Linked DNA regions of Macaca fascicularis: region 2 is linked to region 1. A link is a contact called in public Hi-C data. All regions are on one chromosome and are shown on one strand. The core of a region is the stretch at or near the end of the contact, and the rest is flanking DNA. Distances in the headings are between cores, read along the strand shown. Region 1 holds the start of BCOR (BCL6 corepressor). Region 2 has its middle 88 kb from the start of BCOR.

Evidence for each region. A called contact is a pair of places that touch in the nucleus more often than the background predicts.
Region 2: a contact with region 1 is called in a Hi-C map of liver, with 3 times the contacts expected there. The contact joins the enhancer-like site here to the promoter of BCOR in region 1. A contact is called at or near these places in 2 of 2 Hi-C or Micro-C datasets (liver and skeletal muscle).

What each region holds. Positions count from the first base shown.
Region 1 is chrX:40,148,731-40,155,931 of T2T-MFA8v1.1, forward strand. BCOR (BCL6 corepressor) reads right to left here and starts at 4,364. Exons shown (of 14, transcript XM_074029118.1): 1 at 4,277-4,364.
Region 2 is chrX:40,237,784-40,244,984 of T2T-MFA8v1.1, forward strand. No RefSeq gene overlaps it. Among named protein-coding and RNA genes, the nearest start is that of BCOR, 88 kb to the left of the region's middle. Within about 2 kb of position 2,723, at least 5 of the 6 cell types and tissues checked have an H3K27ac peak or open chromatin away from gene starts, as enhancers often do. A contact at or near this core is called in liver, where this site is marked.

The DNA of each region.
Region 1 (7,201 bases), core at 3,114-5,613:
TCCAATCCTGGGCCGTGGGGCTTCATGCCTCGGGCTGGCGGGGCAAGTGGCGGGGAGCCCGGAGCTTCGGAGCCGCCGCCGGGCATCTAGCCAGCTCCGCCGGAGGAGCCCTGGGGCGCGTCGGGAGCCAGGGGACTGGTGTGAACCAGCCGCCCCCGCAAGCGGACGTTTAGCTCCGGCACCCGGGAGCACTGACACTAGGCGATAAGGAGTTCCTCGGCAATCGGCTGTCCCCAGTCCCCAGTCACCTCCGGCGGACGTGACCGCCGGATGCTATGCGGCTAGGTGGGCCAGGGGGGCCTTTGCACTGCCTTCCCTGACCTCTTCCTTGCCGCGGAAGAGTCACAGTAACATGCCACTGTACAACTCTACAGACCTTTGTTTTGCAAAATAAAGGCCAAATGTTGGGCCTTCTGATCTCTTCATATTTTCCTTTGGAAGGTTGGGGTCCAGGCAGTCCTCTCGAAACACCTCCCAAACAGCTCACTTTCATTATAAAACGCTAGAGAGGCAACACAGCCCTATCTCTCCCTCTGGTCAATCAGGCCCTATCCCAAGCTGTGCGGCTTTGGGCAAACCGCTTAACAGTTCGGAACCTCAGAGTCCTCATCTGTAAAACAAGGCCAATACTAGTATCTACCTCGTAGGGCTGTTCTGAGGATAACATGCCTCCCTCCATACATAAGGCGCTTAGAACGCTGCCTCCAGTACAATACTACATGTGCTTGTTGCTATAATCTGGTACTCCCTTTGGATGGGGAGGGAGTAAAGAACAAGGTCCAGGTTAAAGTTCCTGGAGGTTTACATGGAGCCAGTGGTCTTGGCAGGGTGGAAAGGACACTATTGTATGGCCACTGAAAAGTGAAGGCCAAATGCCCTCAAACTGTCTCCACTAGACCTTCCCGTAAAGGCTTGTGTGTGTGGTGGTGGATAGGAGGGAGAGTCCTCTTTAATGGTGCTCATTTAGACTGGATTAATGGCAAGTTCCGTCAGGGCTCAGGCAGCATTACCCACTCACTCCCTGCAGCCCTGGGGAAGAGAGCCGGTTTCCAGGACCTCCAGCCTACTCTTCCAGGCCACCTTTTTTGATGGCTGAAGGCCACCTCTTTAAATCAGTTCTCCGAGGAGTTGGCCAAAAGCCATGTCCTCTGGGATGTACTTTGGTCTAACACTGGTCCAGGGCTGGCGTATGGCAGGCCTTGTCCCTGGGCTGCTGGCGGGCCACATTTTACTGACGCACAGATGCAAATACCACTTCTGTAGACAGAATCCGTCAGACTTCTAATTTCAAAACGCTTCCCATTACCTTCGAAATGGGGACTCTGGCACAAAGGGGAGGAGTTGCGGCGTGTAACAGCCTAAGGAGGCCTCGGCCTCCCCTGCTTGGCCTCTCCAGGGTCACCCATAATTCATTAGGTGAGGCTGCCTTTTCCTTTTCAAAGACAACGCAAATGGCCTTTGCCTTAAGTGGCTACCGGCGTTTGCCTAATCACTGAAATGTGCTGGCAGTGCGCTCTAGCTCTCAGTAGATCCTTATCGGACTGTGCGTGCCAAGCTGCCAGCCCCGAGAAAGACAAAGAACACGGGCGCCTCCAGGTTTGCTCCTGAGGCCTCAGGGTCACCTCTGGGGCTTCCCCTTCACAGCCTCCGGCCCCTACAAGCCGCTCCCAGCCAGCCTCCGGAACAAACCCGCAGCCCTATATCAGAATTCCAGTTCTCGAGCGCCACCCGGAGAGTTCACATTTCCCCTCCTCCGAGGCCGCGTGGTGCGCAAGTAAGAGCCCGAGGGCGGCGGCAGCACACGTCTGGGCAGCCCCCTCCCCGCACCCAGCAGCGTGTACACAGGAAAAGAAAAAGCCAAGAGAAAAACGTGGACTGTAAAAGCCAAAACGCAGGACCATCTACTACTAACGACCAACAACCCCAGGCAGGAGTTTGCAAGGATTAAGCAACCCCCAAATAGAAACTACAACTAAAATAAATCCTCTCTTCAAGTTCTATTAAGGTCTTTGAAGGTGGAACGCAAAGGGGACCCTGTCTCCTGAGGACACAGACTGGCTGCGCCGGTAGTGCTCAGCCCCGCACCTCCTGAGCATACATTTAACACCAGGCAAAGAGCAAGTTTCCTATCTATCGTTTGACCAGTTCTCACAGTATTTCTAATTGACTCAACGTATATTAGATTGAAACAAAAATGATCTTGGTTGGAATATACATGGGCAACCTGTATTTAGATGGGGTAAGTTCCTGCAGCTGTCTGACCACATTTGTCTGGTTCCTCTGAGAATCCACGTTTTCTAGCCCGGGAAGAGGCAGGCGGCCCTCATGGCTCCTCCTTCGGCGGTTTCCTGGCGAAGCGCCCATCCTCCCCAAGCACCGGGAACGGAGGCCGCCCGCATTAATACTCGCGGGCAGCCTGTTCTAACCTATACTGTCATTTTTTCCATCGGTCGGGATCGGGCTGGGGGTGGGGTGGGGCGGGGACTCTCCTCCGAGGGGCTCTGCACGGATCGTTGGGTTTTCCCCGGCGAACTTAACACGGAGGCAAAAGGGGCAGATGGAAACCAGGCCCCGGCTGGCCCCGCGCGCGTAAGCGCGGCACTCAGCAGCTCGACGCAAAGCCAGGGCTGGATTTTCGCGGCCCGGGCCCGGCGGCCTCCCAGCGCCGGCGCGATTCTCTCTCCTTCGGGCTGAGCAAACGTGGTCGCCTAATTCCGCCCTGGAGACAGCAGCTGTGCGGCGAGAAGGGGAGAAAAAAAACCCGCAACTTTTCCAACAGAAAGTGTGTGCGCAGAGGAGAGGTGAAGGCCCACCCCGATTCTGTGCACGTATCGACACAGCATCTAATCAGTGTCACTGCCAGGAATACGCTTCCGCGGCGGGCGACACCGCCGCCCCCGCCAACCTGCAGGAGGGAGGGGGGATGCAAATGGCGTCTCGCGTCGTCCTAGACTCCGCGCAGCACCCGCTGCCGCGACTCCGAGCAGACGTTGCAGCAAACTGGGGTGCAGCGTCTGGGGACGCGAACGCGCCGGCTGCCCGAGCGATCGCGGGGAAGAGGAACTAGCACCACTCCCTGCTCCGAGGCCGTTCCCCGCCCCCACCTCCGGAAGAGCCGCCCTTCCTCGACTGGGGTGAGGGGCGGGAAACTTTGCAAGAAAACTGTTCCGCGCCTTCCCCGCGTGGCACCTGAGAATAACGTGGGTGGGTTTCCCATCCGAGGCCAGACCACGCGACCCTACTTTTCCAGGCCTCGGACTTGAACCTCGTGGACTATGGGAGGGAGAGTACATTTCGGGCCACTGCGGGGGGCGGGGGGACACCAAAGTCAGGCGTCCTCAAGGCTTCTGGCAGATGGCCAAGTTTGTGTCCTTTCCCTCCCACGCTGGAGTAGCGCGCGCCACTTTGGGGAAGCGTGAGACCGTTCACCACCGGCCACGAGGCCGCCAATGTCTTCCAGGTGGAGTCGATGGTTTCTCTGCAGCACCCCCTCCCGCTTTGCGGTCCCCGCCTGGCACCCACAGTCCTGGGGAGCCCCCAGAGCTAGCCCGCGTCTTCCCTAGCCCGCTCTTCCTGGGGAAGGGGAGACTGTTTGTGTGGTGTGCAGCCCCGCTCCGGCTCGCACACCCGCGAGCCACCTCGCAGCCCTCCCCGGCCTCGGCCTCACGGATCCCCTCTCGGAGTAGCCCCGCGGGACCCACCCTCCCCCATGCGTAATGGGGCGCCCCTGGGACGCAGGCGGGGATGGCGGTTCCGGTCGTTCCGGGATTTGCGTTCAAGAAGAAAACAAGGCCGGCGACTACAAGAGCGGCGCCTCCATTCTTGGGGTTCAGACGCCCGCGCAGCCTCCGCGTCGGTTCCGCTCTCGCCCAGGGAGCCCGCTTCCGTGTCCCTGCCCCCGCCCCCCCAGGATTCCTCGTCCCGCCCGTGCCGCACCACGCGGAGCTCCGAGCGCCCTGGCTCCCACACGGGTCCCTCCATAACTAGCGCGCCTCCCTCGCTCCGGGCTCGGGGAGCCGCTCGCTCCCAGCGCCCAGAGTCAGCCGGTTCCACCTTCGGCTGCGAGAGCCGCCGCCCCGCGCCACCCCCGCCCGGCCCGGCCCTTGTCCCAGCCCGGCTCCCCCGCCAGCTGCGCCGCCACCGCCGCACGTGACCCGCCCCCGTCGCGGCTTCCGCTGAGCTGACTGTTCCGGAGCACAAACAATTTTTGCTCTGACGCGGGGTCTCTCGGGGGCCCTGGCGTCCTCTACTCCCTGCTCCCCACCCCACCCCCTACCTTCCGGGTAGGAGAACTCAAAACAACTCGCTGACCTTCGGGCCGACCAGCTCCGTCTTCCACTGACTCCGGCATTCCGTTCAAACCCAGCAGCCGCGGCTTCTAAGATTTCACTCCGCACTGGGCTTGGGGGGAGGGGGCGAGTTCTCCGGGAGGGGGTGTCTCAGATCGAAAGAGCCACTTCACGCTCTTTCCCCTCCTCCGAGGTGAGTTTTTAGACTCTCTGGAGGCCTTGGGGAAACGCGAGCAGCCGCGTGCAAAGGAGCCCCCCCCGCCCCGCCTTCTCCCCGCACATGCAGCCTTGTCTAGTGTGACCCGACTTCCAGGGTCAGCAGCAGAGGGCCTGGCCAGCTTCGGAAATACCACCAAGCGGTGGACTGTGGCACCAGGCAGAGCTGGGGTGGGAGGACTGTGCTAAATAATGGTAGCTCCCACTCCCATGGTCTGTGCTAAGTTCTTCACAAGCCCTCAAACTTTACAGAGTGAGAAACTGAGGCATAGGGAAAGGTCAATCGTGTAAAACTGGGTAAAGCTCAGTTACTCAGCTAGGTAAGTGACTTAGGATTTGAACCCAAGTCTCTTGAGTTCAGGGTGGCTAAACATGCTGTAAGTATGTTACAGTGCATACCTTGGTATCAATAGTACAAACCTGTCTACAAAACCCAGTGTTTGCTTGCGAGCTGTATATTTGGTGTGTAACATTGTGGCTGGCATATAGTAGGCACTCAATAAATATTTGTGGAATGAATGGGTGTCAGAATAAATGATTGACAGAATCATTTATGACAAGTGATGAGAGAAAACAGCCCGAACCCTTGTTCTTCCTAAGAAGAATAAAAACCTCTAGCTCTTTTTTGAGTGTTTGCAGGTAACAGGAAACTCTTATTCAAAAATATATTAACCTCCTACCCCTATCTGCTAGCCAACCATCCTGGTAGTCATTTGAACTTGCTGGGGACACATAGCGAAAGCAGCTTCTACTTGGTCCCGGCCATTTTTTCCCCACCCTGTTCCTGTTCTGTAGGATTCTGCTCAGGGTCAGGCAGCCAGGAACTGCAATTGACATGATTCTGAACACATAAGCAACAGGGGATGAGGGTACACCCACCAAACGTGCTTCTTTGGCTTCCCTTCTATCGGCTGGTGGGGGTTTGGGGGAGCGTGGCTTATAGCTCTGTGGTTATTTTTTAATTCACGGACCACCCTGTGCAGCTGGCTTCAACCCTCACCAGCTGTGAGGTTGCATCTCGAAGTGTAGGCAGTCATCTACTTTAACTGACAGCTCCGCAATCCCAGTCAGTGGGACCACATCTGTGATTTGAAGAGCTGCCACTGGTGCTCTGTGCTGTCCTACTCCTCCTCATGGCCCAAGAAAGGATGCATTAAAAACACTTATATTTAGATAGCTCAATAGAATAGATTTTCATACCATATATTGGGAGTAAGTAGTACAAAGTTTAGACAATCTCCCCTCTCCCTACTTCATTTTCTAAACCTTACCAGTTATCCTGTGTTACTAGTTGGGCAACCTGAAATGAGGCCAAATTCCACTTCAGGTTACCTGAAAGTGAACTTTTTCCTTTCCAATTTGATCCATTCACTATCTATTGACTACTATCCTTCCCTCCCTCACTCCTTCTTTTTTTCTTTCCCCATCCTCATAGTTACATATTTTTGCTCACATTCCTATGATTATCAATGGAGAAATGAAAATGTGTATTTTCTCCAAGTTACAACCCAATCTTTATTATAAGGCTGGGGTTTCTGCCACCTCTTTTTTTGGGGGGGGAACAGAGTTTCGCTCTTGTCACTGAAGCTGGAGTGCAATGAGGCAATCTCAGTTCACTGCAACCTCTGCCTCCCAGGTTCAAGCGATTCTCCTGCCTCAACCTCCCAAGTAGCTGGGATTACAGGTGTGCACCACCATGCCTGGCTAATTTTTGCATTTTTAGTAGAAATGAGGTTTCACCATGTTGGCCAGGCTGGTCTCAAACTCCTGACCTCAGGTCATCCACCCGCCTCAGCCTCCCAAAGTGCTGGGATTACAAGCATGAGCCACCACACCCAGCCTCTGCTGCCTCTTTTACAGTCTGGTCTGGAGTGACCAGCAAGACCTCATGACCTCAACTTGTGGCCAGCCCAGGTTGGAAGCATCCGATGATTCCCAAGGAGGTCACAAGCCTCAATCCCACATTGCTGGGATGTAGTTGAGAACAGCCTTGCCAAAACCCACCCCTCATGCCGAGGGGCTGGTGTCAAGTGATGCTGAACCAGAGGTTCGGGATGCTAATTTGATGTATTATCTGTGTACAGCCTGGGGAGGAGAAAAGGCTCATAAAAGTGTTCTAGGCTGGTCATTCTGAATGTGAGCATTTATTTATCTGCAAAGCTGCCGAATATCCCTGCAGGAAGTCGCAGGCGCAGCAACCCCTGACTGCACAGACAAAAGTCTCCCCTTTACACAGGGCTGCTTTTATTGTTTCCAACAGCTTTGTGCTTTCCCTGGGGGAAGAGGAGAGTCACATAGCGAGTGTTCTTCCTCTTTTCTCACGCTGCAGAGGAAGTGATGTTGTGGAAACAGTGACATTAACTTGGCCTTCGAACCACACGGGAGCCAGAGTTGGGAAAAGCTCAGTGCAGGCAGGTACTCCTATGGCTCATTTAGGCCCTGAGAAACTCCAGTCTGGGCCTGGGTGTGGGGATGATGGGTGCACACAATGCAAGAGAAACCATACTTAGGAATTATTCCCCGGGTCCAAGGGGCCCCTGAGGTATGGATGTTCTTGACCCCTTGAACCTGCTTCCAATTAGGAGTAAAGCCCCCAAGGGATGTATGGAGCATGTTTCATTCTACATTGATTAGACATTTATTGATTGACCACTTTGTGCCAGGCACTGTACTAGGCATGCAATGGTAAGCAAGAG
Region 2 (7,201 bases), core at 1,473-3,972, 87 kb after region 1:
CCCACCTTTCTGATAGTGGAAGAGATGGCAGTAATCTTGGCGGACCAGTTCAGTGGTGTTGTTTTGGGAGCCCAGAGACTGACTGCTCCTCCTGCACCCTTCCAATAATTTTGTCAGTACCTAATTTCCTGTGTTAAATCTCTTCTTGCTTAAAATAGCTGGAGAGGTTCTCTCTTTCCTGCAATGGAACTCCAACTGCTGTCAGGGTAACCCCCATTTGCTCACAAGGTTATTGATGGAATGAAACGAGATGATAAATCCCTTTATGTATGCTAGGTATTTGTCTTTTTCTTTTTTTTTTTTTTCCGAGGCAGAGTCTCGCTCTGTCGCCCAGGCTGGAGTGCAGTGGCACGATCTCCGCTCACTGCAAGCTCTGCCTCCTGGGTTCACGCCATTCTCCTGCCTCGGCCTCCCGAGTAGTGGGGACTACAGGCACCGCCACCACACCTGGCTAATTTTTTGTATTTTTAGTAGAGATGGGGTTTCACCGTGTTAGCCAGGATGGTCTCGATCTCCTGACCTCGTGATCCACCCACCTCGGCCTCCCAAAGTGCTGGGATTACAGGCATGAGCCACCGCGCCCGGCCTGCTAGGTGTTTTTCAAAAACGGGTCTCTTTTTTTCAGAGGTGACTAAATGTGATAGAAACCCTTGTGACAAGCCACCCTAATTTGTACAAGCTCTCAGCCAGTTGTTTTACATAGAGTTGCTGGGGCAGGAAACAACCTGAAAGAATTCAGATTCTTTGGGTGGGTCGCCTGCTTTCAAAGGCTCATCAAGTCCTTGTACTTATTCAGGGGGAGTTCTGCCTCCCTGCCTACCATTAGAGCAATGACTGGCACCACAGGCATGGCACAGGCAGCTGGGAAACGTGACAGGCTTCCTGGTGTGAGCCCAGAAGTTCAGCTGCCAGAGATCCTCCTCCGTCTGTGACTGTGCTCCACCATGATCACTACTAGTTCGTGTTAAAGCACACTGTTTAGGCTGGGCGTGGTGGCTCACGCCTGTAATCCCAACACTTTGGGAGGCTGAGGCGGGTGGATCACTTGAGGTCAGGAGTTCCAGACCAGCCTGGCCAACATGGTGAAACCCCGTCTCTACTAAAAATACAAAAATTAGCTGGGTGCGATGGCTCACACCTATAATCCCATCACTTTAGGAGGGCGAGGCAGGCAGATCACTTCAGGCCAAGAGCTGGAGACCAGCCTGGCCAACATGGTGAAACCCTGTCTATTCTAAAAATACAAAAATTAGCAGGGGTGGTGTCATGCGCCTGTAGTCTCAGCTACTCAGAAGGCTGAGGCAAGAGACTTGCTTGAACCCGGGAGCCGGAGGTTGCAGTGAGCTGAGATCGCGCCACTGTACTCCAGCCTGGGCGACAGAGTGAGACTTCATCCCCCTCCCCCCAAAAAAATTTTAGCTGGGCGTGGTGGTGTGCACTTCTCATCTCAACTACTTGGGAGGCTGAGGCAGGAGAATCACTTAAACCCGGGAGGCAGAGGTTGCAGTGAGCGGAGATGGTGCCACTGCACTCCAGCCTGGGCGACAAAGCAAGACTCTGTCTCAAAAAAAAAAAAAAAAAAAAGAAAAGAAAAGAAAAGAAAAAAGCACGTTGTTTAATTCCTGCCTCCTCCCAGTTAATCTCCACGCGATATTTACAAAACCTTCCCCTCCCCTCCCATGAAGAACAGGCTGACAAAAGATCTTGCTTTCTGTGGTGAAGAATGTTCTCATGGCCATGGCATTGGCCTCCTGAGTTAGGAGTTTCCAGAGAAAACAACTGAGAGGATGTAAATTGTACAAGGACAGGTTGCTTGGGGAGAAGTTCAAAAGACAAGGCTGGGCTTGGAGGACTGGGCCACCCATGCAGAAGGGCGTTGGGTGCTGCGAAAGGAGAGGAACACAGACCTGGAGAAAGGGTGTGAAAGTAAAGGGGGATCTTGGAAAGCCCCCCGGCCCCTGACCCTGTTCAGTGGACAGAATGCTTCTCTCCCCTCATAGATCCAAATCCTTCATCTTCCCATCTCACCCTCTTGCTCTCTGTCATTCGATTTCCTGCCACAAAATGGGGACCCTCTCTGGAGTGAGGAACCAGGCAGGTGGCCCTAGGGGCCTCCAAGCTGGGTGGAAGCTGGGCTGGGGTTGGTTGCCGGAACAATCCAGGCTCCACTCCAGCCCATAGGGGGCTTGAGGCTGGGTGGGTGTGATAAACTGTTTCAGTGGTTTTCAGGAGCCCTAATCAATTGCGAGGCAGAGCAAAGCCCTCTGGGGACAGATAAAGCCAGCCCTGTGTCAGTGCCCAGTTGGAGTTTGTGTGGTTTGAACTCTTGTGTGGTTTGGACAAGTTCACCGGGTTTTGCTGGGGCGGTTTATTCTGTTTCCAAACTGCAGTAGAGGGAGGCAAACGGCCCTTGGACCCTACAAGCCACTCCTGAAATGCGATAGGTGGCCTCTCCTCTCTCCCGCATGGTCCCAAAGGCTCAGGGAAGAGAGGCCGGGCAGGTCCAGGCCATAGCGTTCCTGGTTCCCGCCGGTGGCTCCGGGTGTAGACATTTCTAGAAACGCTCCCCCGCCCAAGGCTGGCTAGATCTTCCCGTTGGGGAGCTGAGCTGCTGCAGGTTTGACTGTCTGCTCCCGCTTCCAAACTAGAAAGACGAATGCCCACTTTCGGATTCCATCTTCTGCCACGGACGCCTCCGGGACGCGCAGCCGCCCGGCGCAGAGGAAGCCCGGGACGCTGGGGACACCGCCTGGAGCCTCCGCGCATAGCACCGGGGCGTTTTTTTCCTTCCAGCTGGAGGCTTCCCATTTAACCTCTAAAGTGCCAGAAGATCCGGATCTCTCGCGGGCAGGCCTTTGGCTGGCTCTGGGCGAGGCTGGGACCCCAGATCCGAGTGCCTCGGGCGAGCACTCGGCGTGCAGATGTCTTGGGGGGCCTATGCTTTGGAGAGGAAGTCTGCCCAGCGAGGTGGACGGACACTGGGCCCTCGGAGACCCATCTGACAACGCCTGGTTCCCTGGGAAGCCTATGCGAGCCTGCGGGGGGCCAGGGCAAAATAGAACCAGGAACATGTGTTGTTTGGGAGGGAAGCCGGGGCGCATGGCATGTCTCAATAGTGCTGGCACCCTCCAGGGACCTTCCTGCTTCCACAGAAGGTGGGGACGGGGAGGCGAGCATGGAGAGAGAGAAAGGGAAGTGGGAAGAAATTGGTCACGGAGGAAGCTATTTTTATGCTTTGCTACAGCTGCGTGCGTTTCTCTGACCAACTAGGCAGCGAAAATTAGACCGGCTCCGGCTGAAAACAGGCCCTAAACTTCACCGGGGGGTGGGGGTAGTGGGACACGCGCAGGAAAGGGGAGGAGAGGGGGAAATCCCCGTGGATCTGGCAAACCCCAGTGTCCCGGAAGCTGTCAATGCGCGGCGAACAAGCTCCCCTGCCCTCCCCGGCTCCAGATGCCTCAACCTTCACCTTGGATGTCGGAGGCGTCCTTTCCCCTCTGTGTCACATCTTGGGCATGACACAGCCAAGACTGAGGGTTAGTTCATCAGTGTCTTCTGCTTTTAGGCCTCAGAGGACCTTATCCTTTTTGGCAGGGGACCAGACCTCCTGGGTGGCCTCCGTCACCACTAAGTCACTTGGGCACCTGGAGAAATGGCAAAGGTCCCAAACAGGAAACCAAGATTGGGAAGTGAGGACCCTAGAATTAGAATGTTTTGGGGTCTATGATTGTCTAGGTCAGCGGTTCCCAAAGTGTGGTCTGAGGATCCCTGTGGTTCCCTGAGCCCTTTTCAGACTGTTCTTTTCTAACTGCAAAGCTCCATTAGGCTGGATTTTCTTCAACCAAAACAACGTATCACAACGCATTGGATGCCCAAGCCACTATGAGGAAGCAGCTGTCTTCGATTAAGCCAGATATTAGAGAGGTTTGCAAAAATGTAAGAACGATGCCACTTTTCTCCCTAAACTTTTTTGTTTATTTGTTTTGGAAAATATGGTTATTTTTAAATAGAATTGTGCTATTGATGTTACTATAGATGTTACCATGCATTTTATCCATTGCTGTGTAACAAGTTACCCCCAAAACTTAGTGGCTGAAAACAACAGACATTTATTATCTCACACAGTTTCTGTGGGTCAGGAATCTGGGAGCAGCTTAGCTGGGTGGTTCTGGCTCAGGGTCTCTTAGGAGACTAATCAGGGTGTGTTCCAGGGGTAGGATCATCTCAAAGCTCAGCCGGGGAAAGATCCACCTCCAGGCTCACTCGTGGCTGCTGACAGGCCTGGGTTTCTTGCCACGAGGCCCTCTCCATGGGGCTGCCTCGTGACAAGGCAGCTGGCTCCTCCTAGGGAGAGAAAAGAGGGCACCCAAGACAGAAGGCACAGTCTTTTTTGTAATCTAATTTTGGAAGCCACATCCCTATAGGACAATAGATCTATTAGGAGTGAGTCTGTAAGTCCAGCTAGCGTTCAAGGGGAGGGAATTACTCAAGGGTGTGGGTGACAGAAAGTGGGAATTACTGGGCACCATCTTAGAGGCTGCCCACCACACATGTAATATATTAATGATTGTTATTTTTAGATCAATTAATACATAAATATTAAAAATGTTCCTGTTTTCATTTTTAATGTGGGAAATACTGATAAGACCAATATAACCAAAAGCATTTTGGAGTCCTCGATAACAAATTAAAAAGTCAAGGAGTCCCAAGACCTAAAGGTTTGAGAACTGCTGGTCTAGGTTTGTGGTATTTACAGGAGAAGTACCTTGGTACTATGTGGGGGCCAGTCCATCCACCCACCCATCCACCCATCCATCCATCCATCTATCCCTCCATCCATCCATCCCTCCATCCTTGCATCCATCCATCTACACACTCAGCTATCCACCCATACATGCAATCAAAATATTCGAACTACTGGGCTAGGGCTGGTGCTTTAACAGTAAACAAGACCGCCAGTGATTGTCCTGTGGAGCTATAATATGTTAACAGATTACACAATTAACAAATAAAGAAGATAAATTTTTAAAACAGTAACTTCAAGTTGTGATAAGTTGGGGCCCCAAAGCCTAGACCCTGGAGAAGCAGTTACTGTTGAATTGACACTATTTTGGGGGGCATTATAATAGGTGACCCACACTGTGGGTGAGGTGGGCCCAGACTGCATGGTGCAGGGAGAAGGGAGTATGTCCCAGCTGTGGCCAGATAAGTGTAAAGCCCTAATGAGCCAGAATAATCTGGTATCTCCCAGGTTCTTCATGCCTAGTTAATTTTTGCCCCCCACCCACAATGAGTTTTTCATAAAAGTCCAGCTTCCTTTAAGTCTCTAGGGCAAGCCTGGGGGGAAATAGTCCAGGTTTGTCCTGGAAGCCAGGGTACTGGTGACTGTGAGACTTAGGGTGAGAAGCTCTCACATGGAGGATGCAACCCATACGGGCAGAATAACTGGGACTACAGGCGCGTTCCACCATGCCTGGCTAATTTTAAAAAATGTTTTTTTGTAGAGACCCAAGCTGGTCTCAAGCTCCTGAGCTCAAGTGATCCTCCCACCTCGGCCTCCCAAAGTATTGGGATTACAGGCATGAACCACTGTTCTCCACCTGATAACATTTTTTGGGAGGAGGTAGGGATAGTCTGGGGCAGAGACAGGCAGTGATCCCAAGCTGGAGACACAAGGAGGCCAGGCTATGGGACAGAAGCAGGGTGTGGGTGGCTGGGATGGGAATAGAGCATACATGACAAATAGTGGCTGAGCACAGTGACTCACGCCTGTAATCCCAGCACTTTGGGAGGCCAAGGCGGGCAGATCACTTGAGGTCAGGAGTTCAAGACCAGCCTGGCCAGCATGGTGAAACCTGCCGTCTCTACTAAAAATACAAAAATTAGCCAGGTGTGGTGGTGCACGCCTGTGATCCCAGCTACTTGGGAGGCTGAGGCAGGAGAATTGCTTGAACTCGGGAGGTGGAGGTTGCAGTGAGCTGAGATCACACCATTGCACTCCAGTTTGGGCGACAGAGCAAAACTCCGTCTCAAGGAAAAAAAAAAAAAAAGACAAGTAGTGACCTTTCCTACTTAAAACCCTTGCCTAGGCCAGCCCTGTTCTGAGCATCAGCTGAAAGACTTTGAGCATTTTTAAAGAGGAAATGTGCCCCCTCCGGCTCCCCCCAACTCGTGGTTTCACAGTGTATATTGTGCTTCAGAAGGCAGGGCTCACCCCCTCAGGGGACACAGCAGCATTAATCTGTTACAGCTGCTTTTAGTGACCAGGTCCCAGCACACAACAGCCTCCAGAAAGACCAGGCCAGGCCTCTTTGGAATGACATGGGGCAGGGGTGCTTTTTTCTAGGGTGGGTGGGTCTTTGCGGACCAGGCACAATTCTGCTTCCAGAGCAGTCTTCACCATAATGGTCCGTTGGTGGCTTCAACCTCAGATTTGAATGTGGGCTGCATCACAGCAAAATGCTAAAACCTTGTGAATATTTGTATGCAAGTTCAAGCCCTATTTGGCTCTTGACCCCTTTTAAGAGAGAACGGGATGTTGCCATTGGTTTCAGGCCTCATCTGTGGATTAAATTGAGCTAATAATAACCAGCTCAATTGCCCCTAACATCAGTGGTTCCGGAAGCATGGTCCTGGCCCGGCAGCATCACTGGGGAGCTTGTTAGAAACACAGATGTTGGGGGCTCACACCAGACTGGCTGAGTCATACTCTTTGGAGATGGGCTGAGGCCTGGGGATCTGTGTTTTAACAAGCCCTCCGGTTGATTCTGATGCCCATTCAAGTTTGAGAGTCACTGTTCATTAAGTGTATTAAACCTATTTAAGAGAGGAAGAAAATGCAGTCCAGAGGGGCATAAGTAACTCTACCAGGATCAAGCCGCCAGCAAATGGAGTGCCCGGACTCAAACCTGGGTGTTTCATTGGAGGAATTATGTGGGCCGAGCATGGTGGCTCACGCCTGTAATCCCAGCACTTTGGGAGACCAAGGAGGGAGGATCTCTTGAGGCCAGATGTTTGAGACCAGCCTGGCCAACAGAGCAAGACTCCCCCATCTCTAAAAAAAAGAAAAAAAAAAAAAGAGGAACTGTTTTTTCTTTTGTTTCTTCCGGTCCACCCATCCATCCTCTTTCAGCCTCGATTCTCTCTCCTGGGGTTCTCAACTTGGCTGCATATTGACACCAGCTGGGGAGCTTTAAAAAAT